2 separate regions of the Mus musculus genome follow, and region 1 is linked to region 2. Evidence: chromatin contacts called from public promoter capture Hi-C data. All regions are on one chromosome and are shown on one strand. Each heading gives the region's core, a stretch centred on a gene start, on an enhancer-like site or on the middle of the called end of the contact. The rest is flanking DNA. Distances are from core to core; before and after follow the strand shown. Region 1 holds the start of Dcbld2 (discoidin, CUB and LCCL domain containing 2). Region 2 holds the start of Adgrg7 (adhesion G protein-coupled receptor G7).

The links. Promoter capture Hi-C pulls out the DNA fragments that hold promoters and counts their contacts.
Region 1: a promoter capture Hi-C map of liver shows a contact between it and region 2, with 6 times the contacts expected there. The contact joins the promoter of Dcbld2 here to the promoter of Adgrg7 in region 2. A contact is called at or near these places in 2 of 39 promoter capture datasets (hippocampal neurons and liver).

Annotation. Positions count from the first base shown.
Region 1 is chr16:58,406,931-58,413,273 of GRCm38.p6, forward strand. It overlaps Dcbld2 (discoidin, CUB and LCCL domain containing 2), which reads left to right and starts at 1,605. Exons shown (of 16, transcript NM_028523.3): 1 at 1,605-2,021. The coding sequence starts at 1,826. 4930461C15Rik (a long non-coding RNA gene) reads right to left here and starts at 1,601. Exons shown (of 4, transcript XR_384912.2): 1 at 1,242-1,601.
Region 2 is chr16:56,792,083-56,798,146 of GRCm38.p6, forward strand. Adgrg7 (adhesion G protein-coupled receptor G7) reads right to left here and starts at 3,776. Exons shown (of 16, transcript NM_172825.3): 1 at 3,465-3,776. The coding sequence starts at 3,579.

The sequences.
Region 1 (6,343 bases), core at 355-2,854, 1.6 Mb after region 2:
TGACATTTGTACAACCTGCTTTTCTATAGCCTCATTTATTAGCTGTATATCCATATCGATTTATTTTGTTTAAAAGGCATGTATTTTATTATTTATTTATTTATTTATTTATTCATTCATTTAGTATGGGGGTGGGAGGGGAGATGTTCCACAGTGCACATCTGGAGGACCATGGACGACTTGCAGAAGCCAGTTCTCTCCTAGCAACCATGTAAATTCTGAGGATCAAACTCAGATCGTAAGGATTGTCAGCAAGGGCTCTTAACCAATGGCCTATCTCTCTGGCTTTGCATCCCAGTATAGGTGCTTCTCAGCTTATGATAAGAGTCACATTTGATAAACCCACCATCACTTGAGAACACGTTAAGTCAAGGGAACATTTAATACACTCAAGGTAGTAGACATCCTATGCCAGTATCAGTTTGCTGTACAGCATCCGTTGCTTAGCGTTGAGAAGACCCAGCTGCCAGAAATTATGGCTTGTTAAAGGCAGTCATCAGCAGGACAGGGCACAGCAGCAATACTGTGAAAAATCAACCACCATAAACTGAAAGGTAATACAGATGCTCTATAGTTACTTCCTTTGCTATGCAAACTGTTCTATCTTACTAAGTCCCTGTTTGTTAAAGGTACAATACTTTTTTTTTTTTTTTTAGGGAGTCCCTAATTAAAAATATCCCTGATGGTTTCTCTTTATAAATCTACTGTCTAGTTCTGTGGATTCTTCTTTAAAGACTGCTCTTTCTTCTGCCATACTGCCTGCTCAAAAACTCCATCAAATTGCCTATTATTTGAATTTGTACTTGTTTCATTCTGACGTGCATGATGTACTGACATTTCTTCCCCATTCCAAAACCTGCAAATTATCTATAAAGTGGCTCTAATTCCTGGGACTTCTCTGAGCACAATTTTACAGATAGTGGACTTAAATAGTCTCAGCAACACGGGTCTTATTTTATACTTCCTCTCCAAAGTCCTAGAAGCTATCTTTGCAAAAACTGAACACTACATTTGTAATTGTACCCGCAGATGTTGCTGCAATTGACTGCAGTTTTAATTAAGAAAAACATACTCTGCTATTTAAAAACAGTCCCTTAAATACAGCTCCCAGCTGAAATCTTCCAGCATCCAGCCATCCCACCCCTTCCAGTGGCCTGATGTTCGACGGGGGAGGAGCCAGGAGCAAGCAGGCTCTGGGAAGCTGGAGAGCGCGGGATGGGGAAGTCCCGGAAGTCACTGACCAGAGAGTCTCGGCGGGTTCTCTCTGGGCAGTGGTCCCAAAAACTACAGGCTCTTCAGCGGGGCGGGGACCGCTCCCGGCCCCGGCTTGGGGGCGAACCCGGATCGAGGGAGGCGGGTGGGACGCTCCCAGAGGTCCAGGGCGATTGGCAGACGCGGATGAGGGGCGGTGGAGCTTTAGGAGAGGAGCTAACAGGTCGACAGAGCAGACGGCGTGATGATTGGACGGCACGGAAGGAGCTGGACCAGATCTGGCCGCTCATTGGTCTCAGCATGAGGAGGAGGCGTGGCCAGCGCGCGCGGGAGGGAGGGAGGGCGAGAGAGCGGGGCCGGCCCGCCCGAGAGACGGTCGGTCTACGAGCGCGGCGGGAGCGCGTTCCAGCTCGGGCCCCGGTGCTATCCTCCGATCCGCCGCGCTCCGGCCTGGGGTCTCGGGGCGGGAAGCTCGGTGAAGCGGGCGCGGGGAGCAGGGCGGAGGGGACGAGGCGCGCTGCGCTGCCGCCCGGTCCTCACCGGGTGCTGCGGGCCCCGGGCGCGCGGGGCTCCGCGGCGCGCGCACTATGCGGGCGGATTGCCGGCCGCCGCGATGGCGAGCCGGGCGCCGCTGAGAGCCGCGCGCAGCCCCCAGGGTCCCGGAGGCCCGGCCGCGCCCGCCGCCACCGGCCGGGCCGCGCTGCCCAGCGCCGGCTGCTGTCCCCTCCCTCCTGGCCGCAACTCCTCCTCCAGGCCTCGACTGCTCCTTCTGCTGCTCCTACTGCTCCAGGACGCTGGAGGCCAGCAAGGTGAGTGGTGGCCCGCACCGGTCGGCCTCCTGAGGCTCTTGGCTGTTGGAGGAACCTGCCGACGAACCCAGAGATGCAGAGACACCACACTGGCGAGGCTGATGTGGCGGGGACCGGGGCGGGGTGGTGGTGCCGCCCGGTGTCTCAAGTTTGTGTCGCTTTACTTTTCCGCAAAGCCATTCATTTCTGTGAAAGAGGGACGTATGAGACCCTGCCGTGGAGGCCTCCTTGCTGTCTCCTTCTGGACTGATGGACGGAGTCGGGAGCAAATTAAAAAGCATCTTGAGCTTATTAAAGACAGGCAGGGATTGCTGTTCTTAGGGATAGCGCCCAGGTTCTAACGCGAATGAAGCAAATTGCAGTGCTCTCTAGAGCCTTGCTTACGTTTGCAATTCGTTCTTCAGAGCACCTGCCCATTACTGAGGACCGTGGTTTGTAGATTGTCTTGATCAAACACAGAAGTGGCCCAGAGTAGCGGTCCACTACCAAAAGCGCAAACTTTCTCAGAAAGTGACAAAGCTTCTTTTCCTTCTACAATCCCATTCCAGAAGCGGGAACAACTGTTGGTTGATAAATCATCAACAATAGAAAGAGAATACAGGACTGAACTTTTTAGTGTTGCTGCTTTGGGCAGCGTACCACATTCTGTTTGGCTTTATTTCTTCCATGGCTTTTCTTGTTACTAATTGCTAGGGAGAGTTTCTTGAAATACGTTTTCCATTTCTCAGTTCAGCTTCCCACTGTGTGCACTTTTTGTCAGTAAGGAATATCTTCAAGGTCATGGGATTGTCTCTTGGGAAGGTGCAGCCTTGATGGACGTGTGAGAGGTAATCGCTAAGAGAAAAACGTAAACTGTCCTCTTTAATAGTCACATTTAAACTGAGCAACCTAAGGTTTAGAGGTCTAATAGGCAGATTTCAGTCAGCGCTTACTGTTTTAGAGTGTGGAAGCCTCTGAAGTTTTGGCATCTATGTGTGTGTTTTTCTTTCTCGTGGTGGGGAGACAGACTTATATGGCTACAGAAGCTTAGTGTGTGTGGGAGGCCCGGGACTAAGTGGTTTGTGTAAATCAGTGCATTTAACACACAGCTTGGTGAGTTAGTTATCCCGTTCCCAGCAGAGGGAAACCGATGCACAGGGAATACAGCATATTTTAATGTAGAAAGGAATATGACCATTTAAGCAGTCCACTGTGTTTGAACATTTCTAGATGGCTTACATCTAGAATTTCACGTCATGTTTAAAACAAATCTTCGAGTAACAGAGTCAGCTATATAGGACACCATTATCTTTTGGAGTAGTCATTCCCAGACTGATGTAACATGCAACATTATCTTATTTTAAATGATTTTTGAATCATTTTAGTCAGCATTGTAACAATATATTTCTTCTCCCATTGCCAAAAGATTCCAAAATAAATAGAAATAATTTTAGAGAGCATAAAAAGACATGATTTTTATTTCTTCAAAATCGGGTAGTTTTGTTTGTTTAATACCTTTGTATCAATTTTCTGTCTTGCTCATATGTGAATGCATGTCTCTTTCATAGACTAAGTAAATGAACCAGAAACACACAGTTTTACAAAGGGAAAGCATAATGTATTTATCAATTATTAAACACGAGTTACTAAGTTAGTAAATTAAGGACTAGTTTGGTGAGTATCTGAAAATTCAGAAATTGTATGAGATGAGAATTCCCTGATTTTTAAAAAATCTCTCCCTCTGAGGGCCCTAGTACTGCTTGCAGTGAAATTTCTTTGAAGTTAGTCTTAACTAAGATAACACATTCCTTCAGGGTCAGCTGACATTCCCTCACTCAGGATGTGAATCTCTTAAACACCTCTAGCGATTTTAATATGAGAATGCCCATGTGTTCCAAGGTGGACTTTGTACTCTCTTAAGAAGCCTTGGGAAGAAGTTTGGAAGGAATAATATAACCTTATCAGTTGTCTCTGAGTGATAGAACCTTTCCAAATGTCTGCTACTAGCATGTAGTTATAATGAAAAATAAACTGAAGAAAATAGGCTGGCTGAATCAGTCTTGCTCCCCACGGAGCCTACCCAGGTAGACACATATTCCGTGTCCATGGGAGTGCGTAAGTGGGTTTTTATCTTCCTGACACTGTTTTGAAATGATGCTCTCTCTTGCCTTTGTTCTACTTAAGGCCATACATAGCTCTTTCTCAGCAGATTTCCTGCCAAAAGTGATTTTTCTTTCTGCTTGGCTTAGAATAAAGTTCATCACGTTTTTGAAAACCTAATTCTTCACAATGATGTATCATAACTATCTAATATTCTTTAAATTATAAATAGACTTGGTTTACTTACATATATTTATAGTATAGACATTTTAGATGTAGCTTATATACATGAATTCTAAAATTCATGGTAAGTTCACCTTCAAATCTTTATATTAAGATCATTTTCAAAACCTTTTTTAAAAAATACATCTTTTTAATAAAACTGAAATTAGTAGAGCTTAGCCTGATTGCATATTTGCTGCTGTAATACATTTTCATAATAAGCAGCTAATACTCTACTGTGATAGAATTTCTATCTCCAGTTTACATTATGACTAGGAATTTGGGTCACCTCATCTCGGTAACTCAGCTTCCTCATTTATATTACAGATTTGTCTACCTTGTGGGCTAGAATGTGACTTGGAAATGATATGATACCAGAATATAATTAATTTTTAAAATCCATTAAGAGTGATTTGTTTGCAGCCATTCATATGGCATGTTGTCAAGGACATTGATTTTGCAATTTAATAACCTATGAAACAGGTCAGGTTGATTCTTTGAAAGAATCATTTCAGTTAAACGGTAATACTTGTAGTTTATGTGGAAAAGTTTTATTCTGGTAAGCAGTACCTTCATTGGCTTGTGTGATGCTAAGGAAGTCCAGAATTTAGAAACTGTCAGAAATGAAGAACTTCTTCCTCAGCAAAGAAACATTTATAATTATCCATACTAGGTAGATTTAGAATTTTCTGTCTTCTCTTGGTTTGACAAAACATGCCGCACAAGCCAGCTTGCCATCCTAGCTCTTGGCTGAAGCAGGGGAGTCAGGGCTTTCTGATTAGCTACCCCATCCATCTTGTGAGACCCTACCTCAAAAAGCTCTCAACCAACCACTCAACCAGTGGTTCTCAACCTGTGGCTCCCAGCCCCTTTGGGATTGAACAGCCCTTTCATGGGTTCACATATCAGATATCCTGCATATCAGACATGTACATTACTGTTCATCATAGCAACATTGGAGTGATGAAGTAGAAACAAAAATAATGTTATGGTTGGGGTCAGCACAGCATTAGGAACTGTTTTAAAGGGTCTCAGCATTGGGAAGGTTGGGAACCACTGTGCTAAACCAAAACAGGGCTCTTTTATGTAGCTCTAATCTGAGGCTGTCTGTCTGTCTGTCTGACTTTTCCTAATCATTCTCAGTTTAGGTCATCCCTCCAAATAACCAAGATATGGAAGTAGGTGCCCGATATTTGCATGTGTTTAATTCAGGTTCAACAGAGTAATTTATGTAGTTGTAGTCTAACGAGCAATATGAATATAAGACTGAAAATGGTGACCCTGGATTAAATACATACAAGTAGACAGTGGCTGTTTGGAAGGGTGTGGAATGCTGGCCTAGGATGAGGAGTGGTAGATAGTCCCACTGCCCAAATGTGACTGCTGAGACAGGAAGTGAGCCAGGCTAAGCAGTGTTTCTTGTGGGGTTCCTGCTTTGTTTGGTTTTGGATAACTTTCTCACAACTTTGCAGCCACAGCACTTCATATATATCCTAGAAAATATTTTACAGAAGATAGTGTTAATATAAAGCAAAAATCTCAGATGGTAACGATCCACAGATGTCTTTTATTTTATCAATTTTTCGTCCCCCCTTCTCTAGTCACATAGTTCCATAATTTTAACACAGGCAAACATATTTATAAATCACCAGCAAATTATAAAATGTAAAATTTTATCACAAGGAATTCACTTTTTATGAAGCTGTCACATCACTTAAGCTTGCATTTTCAGTATTTTCTTTTACATTTTATTAAATTTGTCATTCAGGAGAGAATGTTTAAGAAAGTATTTCACTTGAAAATGTTAGTTTAATAAAGTACATCATGATAACTTTCCAGGTCATTATTTGGACTAAATCAACATAATTCAAGAGCATGGGAAAGTATTCAGATAGGCTAGTTTTAATGAAAGCCAGTATATGGTGACTTCTATTCTCTGCAAGACTTTTGTTAAGTACCTTTAACTTTTGGGTTAAATTGTATTGTTTGGGATGTGTGAGGAGATACCAGTATTCTGTTGA
Region 2 (6,064 bases), core at 2,526-5,025:
CCCCTCAACAGAGGAATGGATACAGAAAATGTGGTACATTTACACAATGGAGTACTACTCAGCTATTAAAAAGAATGAATTTATGAAATTCCTAGGCAAATGGTTGGACCTGGAGGGCATTATCCTGAGTGAGGTAACCCAATCACAAAAGAACTCAAATGATATGTACTCACTGATAAGTGGATATTAGCCCAGAAACTTAGAATAACCAAGATATAAGTTACAATTTGCAAAACACATGAAACTGAAGAAGAAGGAAGACCAAAGTGTGGACACTTTGCCCCTTCTTGGAATTGGGAACAGAACACATATGGAAGGATTTACAGAGGCAAAGTTTGGAGCTGAGACGAAAGGAGGGACCATCTAGAGACTGTCATATCCAGGGATCCATCCCTTAATCAGCCTCCAAACGCTGACACCATTGCATACACTAGCAATATTTTGCTGAAAGGACCGTGATATAGCTGTCTCTTGTGAGACTACGCTGGGGCCTAGCAAACACAGAAGTGAATGCTCACAGTCAACTATTGGATGGATCACAAGTCCCCCAATGGAGGAGCTAGAGAAATTACCCAAGGAGCTAAAGGGATCTGCAACTCTATAGGTGGAACAACATTATGAACTAACCAGTACCCTGGAGCTCTTGACTCTAGCTGCATATGTATCAAAAGATGGCCTATTAGGCCATCACTGGGAAGAGAGTCCCATTGGACTTGCAAACTTTATATGCCCCAGTACAGGGGAACGCCAGGGCCAAAAAGTGGGAGTAGGTGTGTTGGGGAGTGGGGGACTTTTGGATAGCACTGGAAATGTAAATGAGGAAAATACCTAATAAAAATTTTTTTAAAGGAATTGTAAGGTATAGAAAAATTAAGTATAAAAACTAATTAATATTCACTCTGTGGCCAGATAAAATTTTTTCAAAACAGAAGTTGGAAAATTTCCATTTCTTCTGTGTTTTTTTTTCCTTTAAACAGTCTTATTCTGCTCAGTGTGGCCTTGAACTCCATCGATCCCGAGCCTCAGCCTTCTGAATGTTACTGAAACTGTGAAATGGAAGGTTTTTTCTTCTGTTTTTCACAAATAAGTTATCACTTTTTGTGAAAAATACATTGTTTGTTGAAATGAATTTTGAATATAGTAAATTAACTTGGACATAACTTAATGTATATGTGCTTATGTGCTTTTTCCTAAATAACTTATTTATAGTTAGCCAGGAGTGTGGGGTCATGCCTGAAAACCCAGCACAATGAGTATGATGTCATCTGGGATACAAATTGTGAGTTCCAGGACAATGCAAACTCTAAAATAAGATCTTAAAAACAAGCAAAAAAGGCTTTCACAGATAGATCAATGTCTCTGAGATATGCATGAACTGTGTATCTAAAATTTTTTTAAATTTAAAGATAACTTATAAGTAAGTAAGGAAACAACGAGAAGATATTCCATAATGACATTAGTAGAACGAAGGGAGATGTGCAGGAAAGAGGTGAAATACCCAGAAGAAGTTAACTAAAAGGAAGGAAGTGGAATAGAACGGAATAAAGCAGATACAAACAGAACTAAATAAAGATAAACAGCTAAAGCACACCCCAAATAGAATTTACAAGGCACAGACACAGCAAACAGCAAAAAGTGTCAGTCTTCATCCTTTCTATTTGTTAGTGATAGTGACGACCGTCTAATTTTCTGTTGGCTTTACCCTAAAGCTGAGGAATATCCCTTATGTAAAGAGCTCTGATAAACTAACACCAGGTGCAAAGCTAGACTTTCTGAGGAGCTGATATGTTACACTCTGAGAAGCAGAACTTTTAATACACTTTACTTCCTTCAAAGGCCTCCAGCAGCTTGGAGGTGTGCCCACACTTAAGCAGTTCTCCTCCAGCAGCTTGGAGGTGTGCCCACACTTAAGCAGTCCCCCTACGCCTTTGACTAACTTGCACTTTCTGTCCTCTCTTCAATATTGTTCCTCATGTTGGATTTGTACTTTGTCCTTGTAATGGTTGGATTTAATGGTGTCATTTCTAAGTCACATGTTTCCCTTTGAAAACAGAAATCATTATGAATGCAACAAGAAGGAAGACATTTCTCAAACGTACATCCTTTAAAGGAGATCTTACAAGTTTAATGCGCGTAACAGTGAGAGAGACTCTTTACAGTTTTTCCTTAAACCTGAAAGTGTTTTTACAAACGTTAATGTTTTTAATGTTATTCTTTTGTCCTGTTTAATTTCTTACTCAAGTTCTCTAAATGTTGACAACACAGTATTCTCTGAATTCTATTCTTTTTGGGTAATGTAGGAATGGCTCCATTCTATGCTACCTCTCCTGTACCAGCCCATATCAAACATTTGTTCTCAGCATGGGATTCTGCAACCTGGCACCATTGCAGGGCAGTTCTCTGCCTTCCTTGAGGGCAGACTTCTCCTTAATGGTACTAGTCACCTCTAGTCACTCAGTTCCACATGTTCTACAAATCATCTTGAATCCCTTTCTAGCAGTGGTTCTCAACCTTCTCAACACTGCAACCCTTTAATCCAGTTTCTCCTGTTGTGGTGACCCCAAGCCATAAATTATTCCATTGCTACTTCATAACTGAATGTCGCTACTGTTGTGAATTGAAATGTTGTCAGACATTCTTAAGTGCCCATGAAAGGGTCATTTGCCACCCAAAGGGGTCACAACACACAGATTGAAAACCAGTGCTTTATAAGGAATCTCCAGAGGCAAAGGGGTGCAGTGTTAGAATCATTAAACATGTATTTTTGCGGTCTCAGGGGCTTTACTTTAACACCATCACTTTACATGTGACCCTGCTTCTGTCCGTACTTCCTCCATGAGGTCTGGAACACAGCAAGAAACTTACAAACACGTGTGGAGCCAGCAGGAAAATAACCTTTAAATTCATTTTAATTTTTTCATCTTTAACTAATTTTCTACACCTGCAAAATGGGAAACTTGAACGTAAACCTAAGTTCATTTCACCACTCTGGTGCTACGGTCTCTAAGCTTCCTTCTTGAGATGAATTTCTATTCTGTACATGGTTTTTGGGGGGAGTCCGAGTTCACAACTATTTACCTTTATAGGATTTAGCTCAGTAAACCCAAATACACATTGTTATACTTTCTATTGTTCTTCATTCTATCAACTCCAAAATTAAAATAGTGCAAAGAAGCCAATTCAAAACTCACTCTTCACCCTGCTTATTCACAAAACACACACACACACACACACACACACACACACACACACATACACACACACACACGTTCTATGTATAAAGCTGTCCACTGGTCATCAACGGACTGCGGTCTTACAATTCTTAAGTTGTGTTGTGGAAGGCAGGCATCTCCTGGACAAGGCACTTCCCTGGCACTGAAATATCAGGTAGCAGAGTCAGAGAATCAATGCCATCCCCCAACACCCACTCTCTGTCTCAGTAGATTATAGCAGGGTGACATTACCTCTGTTGATCCTTATGACCATCCTCCAGATGCCGAGTCCCAGAACAATGCCTGTCAGTAGCCCACACACAATAGCCACCAGTACCCGGACATTGCAGGAACGACAGGAACGCATGGTGAAGCCAAAACACTGCACGAACAGAGATAGTTATAAAACATGAAAAGAATTCTTCCCTTCAGTGGTCTGTCTGACAGGTGATCTCATGGTTTAAGAGTTTTGAAGTTAATTCAGAGTAATGAAGTTGGAATCACCAAAGAGAAGGTGGGTTTCTGCGTGCAGTATGCTCATTCTTCACCGAGGGAGATCAAGAGACAAGGGTTCTCAGAAAAGGAAACTAACTCAGGGCAATAAAGGAGGGGCGGGATTAGCCTTGAGGGTCAAGGAAGGAGGCAAGCTATCAGAACCCAAAGAGGAAGCCAGGAAGGCAGTGGATCCCTCTGGTTATCTACAGATCAGTCTCCTGTACTTTGGTCTTAAGGGACTTCAGCAAGTGCTTCAGGATAGTCAAACACCCTCTTGGATAGGGAAACATTGTTGTCAAGGAAAGGACAAACTGCAATAGCCACATAAGATTTCACTCTTGCATTTCCTTAAGGAGCCTAAATTCTAACAGTCACAATTGGTGATTGAGTATATTGACTTGGGAAGAATTATACAAAGCACTAAAACAGAGTTATAATTCATCTATTATGAATTACATTATGTGCCCACGTTCATGTGTTAGAGTCTTAACCCAAAGCACCCACAATGCAGCCTTGATTAAAGATAAGTTTGAACTCAGGACCTCTGGAAGAGCAGTCAGTGCTCTTAACCACTGAGCCGTTTCTCCAGTCCAGTTGGTGTCTTTATAAGAGATAATCTGGGCACCAATGTGCACAGAGGAGCAATGTCTAAGGAAATAAAGGGACAATACAACCAAATGGCAAAGAACTACAGCAAAAAGCTTAGATTATAGTCTTCCTCCAGAGTCCTAGGAACCAACTACAATGACATCTTGGTTTAAAACAGTAATTCTCAACTTGTGGGTCCTGACCCCTTTGTGGGGGGTGGGGTGGGTGGGGTGTCAACTGACCCTTTCACAGGGATTGCATATCAGATATCCTGCATATCAGCTTTTTACAGTACAATTCATAACAGTAGTAAAACTACAGTTATGAAGTAGCAATGAAAAACTTTTATAGTTGGAGGTCACCACACCATATACATTCCTGTTCTTTAAGCCACAAAGTTTGTAGTACTTTTTCACAGCAATCTAATCACAAACTGCTGTTTCTCTGAAGTTGCAGCTGTGACCCTGGGGATCCCGCCTTACTCTTCCCTGCCCCTCCCTAGTCTCGAATGAAGGTGCTAATGAGCACCCATGTGGTTGAAGTGCAGGTTCGGGTGGATGAATCAGTGGAAGGTTCCTCTGCTCATCTAAGACCCAGGATGATAAAGTGCCTTCAATTGTGTCAGGACCCTCACAGGCAGGAACAAGCTCTCAAGCACTCCCGCTGCCCCAGGGTGAAAAACCAGGGTGTAACTCGTGATAAGACAGATCAGATTTGTTAATGATAACAAAACAAGGTGCTACAGAGTACTCTTCTGGGAGTATTAGACATAGATTTATAAAATAAATTTTACATCTAAACTGATCATCTGTTTACCCCTCAAAATGATGTGTTATTCCCCAATTCTCAATAATACTTCCTAAAGTACAACTCAGGGGGGATATTAACATAAAGTTCTAATTTTACCTTATCCTAGAGCTTCAGAAAAACACATTAATATGTCACAAAATGAAAGAGTTTAAAGACTGCTACAGAAGAAAAAAAACAAATAAATCTATGTTCATTGTCTGTTGTGAATATGTGATATTTATTCTTATGTGTCTTTATTATCTACCCAAAACGGCAAGAGTAGGGTACATAAAAAATTATTCGTGGAAGTCCAAAGGATTTAGGTACAAGGAATTTAAAAACCATTATACCTTTTCTGTGGTAAGTATTTTTCAATTAGTATAACTTATTGTACATATTATGTTTTTCAATATTAAAAATAGCAATGTTCCATAAACTAGGAAGATGAATTAAGCAGAAAACCAGCACAGTGCTTTATACATTTCATATCTTTGCCTCATTTATTTCATAACACAATGCCTTTCCCAGTGCAGAAACAAGGATGAGGTTAGAGATGACTTCAAGATGAATTAAGGAATTTTAAGCAATACTAGTTGTATGGGAGCCTCCAGAGTGTTCATATACACTGCACATTGCCAATCTCCCAATGTTTCTTAACTACAGATCTCCCTTCCCAGGAAGACTCTCCCAGAGATGTCATTCTTCAGAAGACACCAGGGAAATCCTGCTTTGTGGGGGAGAGGGAGAAAATTGCTGAAGAGGGCTATGTATGGTGACCCTATCAGGATGACAGGTTTTTTTTTTTTTTTGGTTTTATTTTTTTCTACCAATGGCTGAAAACTGATTTTGGTGGTACTTAGACATTTTCTTCCCCAAGTCAATAGATGTGCCGGAACTCTGGGATGCTGTGATGCTCATAGCTTTGTAATACATATAACTTTGTGATTTTGGCCTCATCACTGAATTCATAAGGTTTTCCT